Linked DNA regions of Mus musculus: all the other regions are linked to region 3. Evidence: chromatin contacts called from public Hi-C and HiChIP or PLAC-seq data. All regions are on one chromosome and are shown on one strand. The core of a region is the stretch at or near the end of the contact, and the rest is flanking DNA. Distances in the headings are between cores, read along the strand shown.

Evidence for each region. A called contact is a pair of places that touch in the nucleus more often than the background predicts. HiChIP or PLAC-seq counts read pairs in DNA pulled down with a chosen protein or histone mark.
Region 1: a Hi-C map of the G1E-ER4 cell line shows a contact between it and region 3, with 2.4 times the contacts expected there. The contact joins two enhancer-like sites. A contact is called at or near these places in 7 of 39 promoter capture datasets (the C10 cell line, HPC-7-derived erythroid cells, hippocampal neurons and 3 more), 3 of 15 datasets of contacts at CTCF or cohesin (the G1E-ER4 cell line, large pre-B cells and pro-B cells), 56 of 484 Hi-C or Micro-C datasets (the AML12 cell line, B cells, the Ba/F3 cell line and 34 more), 13 of 115 datasets of contacts at active chromatin or transcription factors (T-cell acute lymphoblastic leukemia, astrocytes, bone marrow-derived dendritic cells and 8 more) and 1 of 9 other capture datasets (embryonic stem cells).
Region 2: an H3K4me3 HiChIP or PLAC-seq map of bone marrow-derived macrophages shows a contact between it and region 3, with 4 times the contacts expected there. The contact joins two enhancer-like sites. A contact is called at or near these places in 2 of 15 datasets of contacts at CTCF or cohesin (large pre-B cells and pro-B cells), 1 of 484 Hi-C or Micro-C datasets (cranial neural crest), 4 of 115 datasets of contacts at active chromatin or transcription factors (bone marrow-derived macrophages, cardiomyocytes, double positive thymocytes and 1 more) and 2 of 9 other capture datasets (adipose tissue and pancreatic islet).

Annotation. Positions count from the first base shown.
Region 1 is chr3:9,592,697-9,596,167 of GRCm38.p6, forward strand. The region is part of intron 1 of Zfp704 (zinc finger protein 704); the gene reads right to left. Among named protein-coding and RNA genes, the nearest start is that of Zfp704, 16 kb to the right of the region's middle. Within about 2 kb of position 1,300, at least 6 of the 459 cell types and tissues checked have an H3K27ac peak or open chromatin away from gene starts, as enhancers often do. A contact at or near this core is called in the G1E-ER4 cell line, where this site is marked.
Region 2 is chr3:9,554,998-9,558,390 of GRCm38.p6, forward strand. All of the region lies in intron 2 of Zfp704 (zinc finger protein 704), which reads right to left. Among named protein-coding and RNA genes, the nearest start is that of Zfp704, 53 kb to the right of the region's middle. Within about 2 kb of position 1,599, at least 8 of the 459 cell types and tissues checked have an H3K27ac peak or open chromatin away from gene starts, as enhancers often do. A contact at or near this core is called in bone marrow-derived macrophages, where this site is marked.
Region 3 is chr3:9,464,730-9,468,229 of GRCm38.p6, forward strand. All of the region lies in intron 4 of Zfp704 (zinc finger protein 704), which reads right to left. Among named protein-coding and RNA genes, the nearest start is that of C030034L19Rik, 63 kb to the left of the region's middle. Within about 2 kb of position 1,777, at least 21 of the 459 cell types and tissues checked have an H3K27ac peak or open chromatin away from gene starts, as enhancers often do. A contact at or near this core is called in the G1E-ER4 cell line and bone marrow-derived macrophages, where this site is marked.

The DNA of each region.
Region 1 (3,471 bases), core at 50-2,549, 130 kb after region 3:
TCCAACAAGCCAGGCAGGCATCATGGTGCTTACAAGCCATCCCAGCACTCTGGTGACTAAGGCAGGCAGTGAGGGTTTGAGGCCAGCCTAAAGCTAGACAGTAATATCAGAAAGCAATGCAGCTTTGATGTAAGTCACCTCTACAGTTACCACTCAACACCAAAACTTGGTCTGGAATTTACAAGGAAGAGTTGAGTTGAGAAGAAAAATGGGGACCCTTCTCTCAGGTCCTCAACACTCACCCCCTTGAGTCACGGTGAACGTAACTCTTGAGCACACTTACTGAACGGTTTGCTTTGTTACCCAGGCTTCTTTCCCCTTGGTCCCTAAAGCTTTCTAACACCCTAACTCTCCTCCTCGCTCCATCTTTCTCCGGAAGAAATCACAATGAACAAATAAAGACTTAGTGGCACTGAAAACAAAAGGAATCACTAGATGGTGGCTACAGGGAACCCTGCGTGTGACTGCAGATGGGTACTGGTTTCTGCGCAGTGAGTGACACACTTCAGAGCTGCAACCTCGGATTAAGAGGCCAGGACTATATCCTCATGACAGCTGAGGGCTGAGGACATGGCTCAGTTGGTGCAGGTCTGACTATTGAGTTTAAGAACCTGAGTTTGATCTATCCCTAGCACCCACGTAAACAGTGAGTCAAGGTGGCATTCATCAATCCCAATGCTGGGAAGACAGGAGGATCCAAGGACTCAAGGCCAGCTTGCCTAACCTAACCTGCAGGTCCCAGTTCCCAGTGAGCCACTTCATCTCAAAAAATGTAAGGGCTGGACGAACAGCTCAGCAGTTAAAGTGCTTACTGCTAGGCCAGGCAAGGTGATGCGATGCCTTTAATACCAGCACATGGGAGGCAGAGACAGGTGGATCTCTGGGAGTGCCAGGGCAGATGTCTCAAAACAACAAGAAGCACTGCTGCTTTACAGGACTTAAGTCCCCGGTACTCCCACTCCAGAGGACCCACAGTTCTCTTAGGTCCCCGGTACTCCCACTCCAGAGGACCCACTGTTCTCTTAAGTCCCTGGTACTCCCACTCCAGAGGACCCACTGTTCTCTTAAGTCCCTGGTACTCCCACTCCAGAGGACCCACAGTTCTCTTAGGTCCCCGGTATTCCCACTCCAGAGGACCCACTGTCCCCTTCATAGGCACCAGCACGAAAGTGAGTTACATAGCCATGTATGTGTCCATGTAATTAAAACAGAAGTCATCTTTGTGCGGGAGAGATGGCTCAGAAGTAGAAGACTTGCTTCTACTGCAGAGGACTCAAATTCAGTTGACAGCACCTATACTGGACAACTCTAGGTGAATCTGGTGCCCTCTTCAGGCCTCCTCAGGAACCTGCAAACACAGTTTTAAATCTAAGTCCTGTTTTAAAAAAAAAAAAAAACCATGTGGAAGGCTGGATTGCACTTGGGTTTTCTAGCAGAACTGCAGGTGCTCTCATTCAGTGAGCAACCACCTCACTTCTCCAGCCCCTCACTTTTGGCACAGTGGGGTCTCTTTACCAGGACCTGGTACTCACAGGTCAGGCAAAGGCAGCTGAGCGCCAGCCTCGGATCCGCCTGTCTCTGATTCCCACATAAGCACCAGCAGCTCTGCGGATGGATAGTCATCACACCTGCATAGCAAGCACCTACCAACATAGCTGCCCCTGTGCCCCTGACAGGGACACGCACTATATGGAAAACAAGACTGCTTTCTTTTCTAATAGACACAATCCACACTGTCTTTTAAGTTTTAAGACTGTCATTCACATTTTTTATTAGTTTTCTAATATTTTGTTAGATTTTCTCTGAGTTGGAAGAACATTAATCTACTAATTGAAAAACCTATCCAAAACATGCATTTGAAGAACATGTTCTTAATTACACTTTGGATCTCGACCCAAATTAATAGAGCACGGGCAACTGAGTGTTCAGGAAGTGACTCGGAGCTGCCTTGCACAGCACCTGCTACATGACGTCTGACAACTTACGAACAAGGCAGCTCACATTGTTTTAATCTGTAAGTCGATCCAAAACAGTCTCCTCTCTCCTTAAATTTCCATTGTTGCTTAGGTACCGATTCCAATTATTTTTTAAATCTGTTGGTCCCAACTGTTTTCTGAAATGTTTGACAAATATCTGTGTCATTTGATATGAAGTTACCTCATATGTATTTCTTTCCACAGAAGCTGCCATTTCTCTTGTTTTCCACATTCATAAAACAAGAAAAATGTTATCAAGCTCTGCATTTATCAAAAGGGTCAACTGAGGCTAGCCACGAGGAGCTGTAACTATTGAGTATCAGAGAGCGGAAAGGAGTCTGTACCCAGGGTGCTCAGCGCTCAGTGCTGACAGAGTGGCGTCAATCGGCATCTCAGTGAGCAGAAGTCCCTTCATTTATGCTGCCCTGGAATTTCAATCATTTTCTTTGGTGATATGAACACAAACTAATAATTATACCTTGCTAGATATAAATGGCTGTGGTTTTGCTCTCCATATTTTAGATCCCCTTACAACTGTACTTTTCAAACCTCCCTGTCTCAAATCCTAGATCCATCTTTGAACCCATCTGGCCAAGAAAGTTATGAGGATGGAGGTTATAGTTATAAAAGTCAAAAAGTACCAGATGAAGAAATTCCCTTAGAAACTGTACTGGCTAGTTTTGTGTCAACTTGACACAGCTGGAGTTATCACAGAGAAAGGAGCTTCAGTTGGGGAAATGCCTCCATGAGATCCAGCTGTAAGGCATTTTCTCAATTAGTGATCAAGGGGGAAAGGCCCCTTGTGGGTGGGACCATCTCTGGGCTGGTAGTCTTGGGTTCTATAAGAGAGCAGGCTGAGCAAGCCAGGGGAAGCAAGCCAGTAAGGAACATCCCTCCATGGCCTCTGCATCAGCTCCTGCTCCCTGACCTGCTTGAATTCCAGTCCTGACTTCTTTGGTGATGGAAGTGTAAGCTGAATAAACCCTTTCCTCCCCAATTTGCTTCTTGGTCATGTTTGTGCAGGAATAGAAACCCTGACTAAGACAGAAACTCTCTACTGAATCAGCTGTCAGGCCCACTAAGAACAAATGATTTCTTTGTGCTTGTTAAGTATGTGTGAGGGGGATCTTAATATATTTGCCAAGGCTCACGGGAGCCTCCTCCCCCAGTCTTCCTGGGTAGGTAGGTATACAGATGTGCCACCATGCCTGATCACAATTTATTTTCCTAATAACACAGTTTAAGCAGGTTGCAGGAGTACATACCTTAAATCCCACCATTCAGGAGGCACAGGCAGGCGGATCTCTATGAGTTTCTAGCTAGCTAGGGCTATATATGAGACCGAGACCTTGCCTCTAAATAATGATGATGATAATAGTTTTCATCCTCTTTTTAAAACGGACCAGAGAAAGAATTCATTAGTTAGAAGCACGCACTGCTCTTGCAGAGGACTTGAGTTCAGTTTCCAAAACCCAGGTCAGGATACTTACAAATA
Region 2 (3,393 bases), core at 349-2,848, 90 kb after region 3:
ACTCCTAATAGTAGGTGAGACGTTTTCTTCATGTATGAGAAAGGAGAAGAAATGAAGAGAGAAACTGGTGCCTTGACAAGATAAGACAGGCTGTGATGCCAATCTTGCCCACGCTGCCCGTCAGGCTGACTGCTGCCAGTCACCAGCAGCCATACCCATGCCCAATAGCTGATGCCTCCTGTAAGACACAGGGCAGCTTCTTAAGGCACAGCACGCAACCGACAGTACAAAACACCACTGAGAACCTCATTACCTGGTGAGAAACTACTTGAGATATTTTTTATGATTTATTTATTTACTTTATGTATATGAGTACACTGTAGCTGTCTTCAGACACACCAGAAGAGGGCATCAGATCCCATTACAGATGGTTGTGAGCCACCATGTGGTTGCTGGGAATTGAACTCAGGACCTCTGGAAGAACAGTCAGTGCTCTTAACCACTGAGCCATCTCTCCAGCTCTTGAGATATGTTTTACTAAATTTAGTACTTATATTTATTTTAGCTGATCTTTTCTCCCTGTGTTTATGTTGTGACTACAGACTGTGTCTGACAGTGAGATTTCTTCTGGCCAGCGTTACTGAGTCCTATGTTTTCCTTTTTGAGAGGCTGATACCAGGGCAACCATGATACCACTCAGTTATAGCACCAGTTCTTCAAGTGTGAGGAAAAAAACTAAGAGTGAGTGAGTGAGTGAGTGAGTGAGTGTGTGTGTGTGTGTGTGTGTGTGTGTGTGTGTGTGTGTATGAGAGCAGGAGCAGGACCGAGGGAGGAAGGAGGGAGAGGAGAGAAGAAGGAGGGGAAGGGGGAGGGGAGGGGCAGGAGAGGAGGAGGAGGGGAGGGGGAGGGAGAGGAGGAGGAGGGAGGGAGAGGGAGTATGAGCGCCAAGGTAAAGGCCAAGGCCCCACCTTGTCCCCGTGTTCTTCATCCACTAGGCTTGGATGGTTAAAGTTACTGCCAAGGACATCCCACAGAAGGCTCCACTAGTTACACATGATAGAAACGATGCCTGCAAGAGTTCCATCCCTCAGAATTTTGCTTCATAACTATTCAGTTTGATCCAGAGAGAAGAGCCTAATGCTCTCCATTCAAAGCGCAATTCTCAGCAGGTGCAAATTTTAATGTGGTAGCAATCTGTATTCAAGAGTAAATGGTTACAGTATACAGCTATTGGCAAATAGTTATTATTTAAAATCAGCAATAAGGACAGTATAAAGCTCTTTTTAAAACACACCCACTAGTATCTACCCACTCTTTCCTCTTGCCCAAAAATTCATAAGGCAATTTGGGTCACAAAGCACAGGCTTTCTTACATTACGAAATGAAGGCCATATCAGTACCATCACTGTTAGTAAGACAAAGGGCAGTGCGAGCAGGACGGTTCCTCTGCCTCTGCCTCAGCTTCCATGGCTCTGCTGGGAGCGTGGGAGGAGCTGAGAGAGGGCAGCAGGTCTACACTTAAATCTCAGAAATCACCTACGAGCATCTGACAGGAAGAGATACTTAAAACAAACAGAAAGCCCAGCATTCTAGTTCCTGGATTTGTTCCTGCTGAAGAAGAGAGCAGTGAATGACTTCCCTTCGCAGGGTGGTTTCAGATCTCTAGTTCCCTGGAAGGTTGACTCCGGGTGACTGAAGACACTTAGAAAGCACATGTGCCTCTCTGTGCTTGACCTGCTCACTGGCTTTAGAGTACAAATCTCAGCACCATGCCTTTAATCCCAGCACTCAGGAGGCAGAGGCAGGTGGATTTCTGAGTTCGAGGCCAGCCTGGTCTACAAAGTGAGTTCCAGGACAGCCAGGGCTATACAGAGAAACCCTGTGTCCAACCAAAAAACAAATCTCAGCACAAAGAGGCAGGTGTGTGCAGATTCCAGGAGCTTTCTGACTTTGTGCAGCTTAGAGAGGCAGCAGGTACTCACAGACTAGAGTTTCTGAGACAGTAGGACAAGAGAGTAGGCAGGAAGGAGTTTCTTAGAAAAGATAGTTTTCTCTTTATTGACATTCTGTCAATGACCTAGGAGAGCCACAAATCATAGTCTTAGTGTTTCTCTAACATGAGTGAGTATATTTGTATTATTCTTATGTATGTGTTTTAAAGAAAATGTGTTTAAAAACAATTTAAAATGTCAAAGCGGCCTTTCTCAGTGGTCTCGTATTGGCTACCAAGCTGGGAACCTGAGAAGCTCCTGATGTGTATGAAATATTACATCTTTTACCCAGGAGCTGGTGGGCTTAACTGAGCTTCAGGAAATAAAAGACAGCAATTTTGAAGGCAGGTATTATGGCTCGCGTGAGTACTGGGGACGCTGTGGTGGAAGGAACAGTCCACTTTCAAGACCAGCCTGGGCTGCAGAGCAAGACCATATCTCAAATAATAAATATGTGACGGAACGTTTTACTTCATTTACTTCCAAGCTTGCCACAGGGGACCATGCTCTAAGGGACACTGGATAGGAAGTAGCCAAAGTAGCACTGGGTTTTTACTGTGCGCATGGAATGTGGTTTACAGATGAGGTTACTTTCCGACTTAGAACTCAAGGGTTCCAGAAGATGGATATGACAGTCCATGCCTTTGATGCATCTTTTCCTGAGGCAGAAGCAGAAAGCTCTCTGGAGTCTGAGGCCACCCTGGTCCACATAATGAGACACTTTTAGAAGGATATACATACATGCACACACACATACATACATGCACACACACATACATACATACATACACACACACATACATACATACATACACACACACTCTCAGAGACAGACACAAACAACACACAGACAAACACACACTCAGAGAAGGACAACATGCACACAGAGAGACAAACATACACAAACACACACACTCATATTCATACACAGAGATACACACATACACACACACACTCAGAGAAGGACAACATGCACACACATGCACACACACAGAGACAAACATACACAAACACATACATTCACACACTGTCACAGAAACAGACACACAGACTGATAGATAGATACACACACACACACACACACACACACACACACACACACGGCACTTGTCAAATACTGAACTATATCTTCAAAGGCTAATGAGTTTCTGCAGACGGTTTTCAGACTGGCATCTGGTCGTTACTTCATTTTATCCAGCAAGTGTTAAATAGCTGGCTTTTAGAACTCCACAGAGCAATCACTACCACAACGGCAGCTAATTATCTGTCGCATGCTGAAGCACGGCCTTTAGGTCTACCAGTATTTGGGGTCAGTTATTTCTCCTTTCCTTAGTATAACTAACTGGCTTGGAAATCAAGTTCTTTGGCATTGGAGTTATAATAAGAAGTTAGCTATTACTCTGCATAAGCAAATTGTAATTGCTGTTTGGGTGAAGTCCAACAGTACCTCAGAAAAAGCAAT
Region 3 (3,500 bases), core at 527-3,026:
AGGAATTTACTATAGAGGTAAACGTGTGGCCTGAGGGTTCCTGAGTTAATAAGAATCCCTAGTCAATTATTTTCTTAATCCATGGATTCTAGAAGTGCATTTTGTCCTGTTGACTCCTAGGTGAGATTGGATGGTTAGGACGACTGTAGATGCTGTCTGAGTTCCTCGGTGCTCCAGCACCCTCAACCTAGGGACCACATGGCTGGCCCACCCTGGACTCTGGGAGCCCAGGGCTCTGATCTGTGCTCTTCCTCTCCTGGTTAACTGCTTGCTGCTCTTCCTGATGATGTGTCATTCCAGAGAAACACACACGGATGAAAAGATGGAAGAGCCATGAATGCTGCTAATGCTTGCTGTGCTGTGCTGTGCCTTGGATGCTGGGCAGGTGGGGGGCTAGGGAACCCTAGGTATGGAAACAAGAGAACACTTGCCTCCATCCTGATACGTATTGATCCGTCAGTGCCGAGTGGCTCAGGGTGGTGAGCCTCTCCATCACCCAGTGTACCTTTGGGGTTGGTGTGCTCACGCACTATCCTCATTGGGACCGCTTCTGCACAGCACTCCCTTGGGAGACCTTCCTGCTCCTGAGAAGCAGATTCGGAATGAACGCTGTAGAGTTCACGATGCAGGTGGGCACCACTGTTGCAGGATATGTAACCACACTGTGGACCCCGAGATTGTGTTATTTATTGGAAAAACTTATTTCCAGTTGTGGTGTAGCTCAGCCCTAACACACACTTTTAATCCAGGAACTTTTTGCTTGAATACTGTAAACAAGATTTAAGTAAAATCAACCATAGGTCAAGAGGCATTTGACAGGGAGCGAATATGTGATTATTAACAAAAAGACATAGTAAGAGGGAGTCAGGAGGACCTGATAGGCAGATGCACAGGAAGTAGAAGGGAGGGACATTCGGTTTTGGGAGGTCCACTAAGGAGGAAGGTCAGTTGGTGCTTTCTCTGCCTGTCTGAGCTAGCAGGCTTTAACTCCAGCATCTGCAGCATCTGGCTCCCAAGTTTTCATTGGTAAAATTGAACAATTGGGATTTTGTTTAAAACAACACATCATACTTATGAGTTTTGTAGATCTGTGTGTTTTGGGGGATAAGTATAAGCCCAAAGATAAAAAATGCAGAGTGCAGCAAATGCTTAACTCGTGGTTGAAGACCACACAGCTACCGAAACTCCTGTGTTAGCTTACAGCTTCCTGTTTTGATTCAAGCTCCCCTCCAACCAACCCCCAGTAAAACTGTCCATGGTCACCACACCTACGAACCAAGGGAAAGTGATGAAAACCAGGTTTATAAGCGCCTCTGGGGTACTGTTGCTGGTCCAGTAGACAGACTCCTGAGTCAGGTTTCCTGTGTATTCCCAATTTCTGCCAGAGCTACCCAAACTCACAACATTGCAGCGAGTTTTCTCACATTAACCCCAAAAGTGCACTGGGTGACTGAGGGGTTCACAGTCACCGTGAGCCATTCAGCACTGATCTATCAATACAGGATCAGGCCCATGGCATCTTGTCTCTATGCCTAGGGTTCCTAAGCTCCCAACCCACTCAGCATCCAAGGGCGAAAGCACACACAGCACAGCACACACAGCACAGCAGTGACACACCCCAACTTCAGAATACACAGAACATCACACCTAGATATGACAGAACCAGGAATCTGACTTTCCAGAAGGTCTTGTGGAATTGGTAGTTAACTTTTACCCTTCTACAGAATTGGTTTTCTCTGGAGAGTACCATAGTGCCCATACTTTGGGTCATTGCATCACCTCGTGGTCATGACAGGAACTGCATCTTCTCAGAGTCCCAGTCACATTCCATAGTAGTTCGGAAACAATCTATTTGAAACCAGAGGAAACTCCTTTCATGGGTATTTTGTTCCCTATTCTAAGGAGGAATGAAGTATCCACCTATTGGTCTTCCCTCTTCTTGATTTTCTTGTGTTTTGCAAATTGTATCTTGGGTGTTCTATGTTTCTGGGCTAATATCCACTTATCAGTGAGTGCATATCTAATGACTTCCTTTGTGATTGGGTTACCTCACTAAAGTTTGGAGCTAAGACAAAAGGATGGACTATCCAGAGACTACCCCATCCGGGGATCTATCCCATAATCAGCCACCAAACCCCACACACTATTGCATATGCCAGAAAGATTTTGAGGAAGGGACCCTGATATAGCTGTCTCGTATGCCAGTACCTGGCAAATATAGAAGTGGATGCTCACAGTCATCTATAATATGGAACACAGGGCCCCCAATGGAGAAGCTAGAGAAAGCACCCAAGGAGCTGAAGGGGTCTGCAACCCTATAGGTGGAACAACAATATGAACTAACCAGTAACCCCCGGAGCTCTTGACTCTAGCTGCATATGTATCAGAAAATGGCCTAGTCGGCCATCACTGGAAAGAGAGGCCCCTTGGTCTTGCAAACTTTATATGCCCCAGTACAGGGGAACGACAGGGCCAAGAAGTGGGAGTGGGTGGGTAGGGGAGCAGGGCAGGGGTAGGGGTAGGGAACTTTCGGAATAGCATTTGAAATGTATATAAAGAAAATATCTAATAAAGAAAAAGAAAGAAAGAAACCAGAGGAAAAAAGTCTGCTAGATTCTGCCCTCCCAAAGCTGGCCAAGTGACGTGCAGAGCCAGGACAGCTTGGTGCCTCTCTCACATTTCACCGCTGTGGCTGAGGAAGGAGTAGTGTCCCTCTTGTGCCTCAGCTCCCACCGGCCCATAGACTAGGCTGCCATTCTCCTCTGTGGATTCTTTTACTCATCTTGCTCACAAGCAGCCTCTATTATTTATGCTCAGCTCACTGTTTTTCTGTCACAATATAAACAACCTTGGGCAAGCCGTACAAATTTAATCACTTGCTTCTGCAAAGTGGGAATCAGGCTCTACCGAAAACTGTGGGTCCAATGAAATGAAAAGCTGCATGTATACACATCTGATAAACTGTGACAAAACGTGTAAATGCAGTGCTCATCAGATAATACGTGTCTGTGCATAGCACTTCACACTTTGAACTTCCTTATTCGAGTGTTAGCAGGTCAGACAGAGCGGAGGGTGTCCGCAATCATGACCCATACCTACGTGCAGTGAACACTTCTCTCGCTGTGTTTACAGTCTAGGGAATGGATGTCTGTTAAAAGAGTGCATGCTCTCGTACGTGGAATCACATTTAATAACTTCACAACTGTCCCTCAAGGTGTGAGGGTGCATTACCAGGTTTACAAAAAGGTGCCATCTCGAGGGTCAAGCTGGCTTTCTTAGGGTCCCAGAGCAGTGGCTGAGGGGATGGACTGGGGATCATTTGACATGGTCTAGGTGCTTCCAAACGTTCTGAGTGACAGGCCACAGTACAGGACCCACTCACGTGTCAGCACACTGTTGAGATAAAAACCCCAACAGAGGGCAGTGCTGACCCCACACCTTCAGCGGATCCTCACTCCCGCTCACCTCTCATTACAGTGACTCACAGCCTCCCAGTCAAT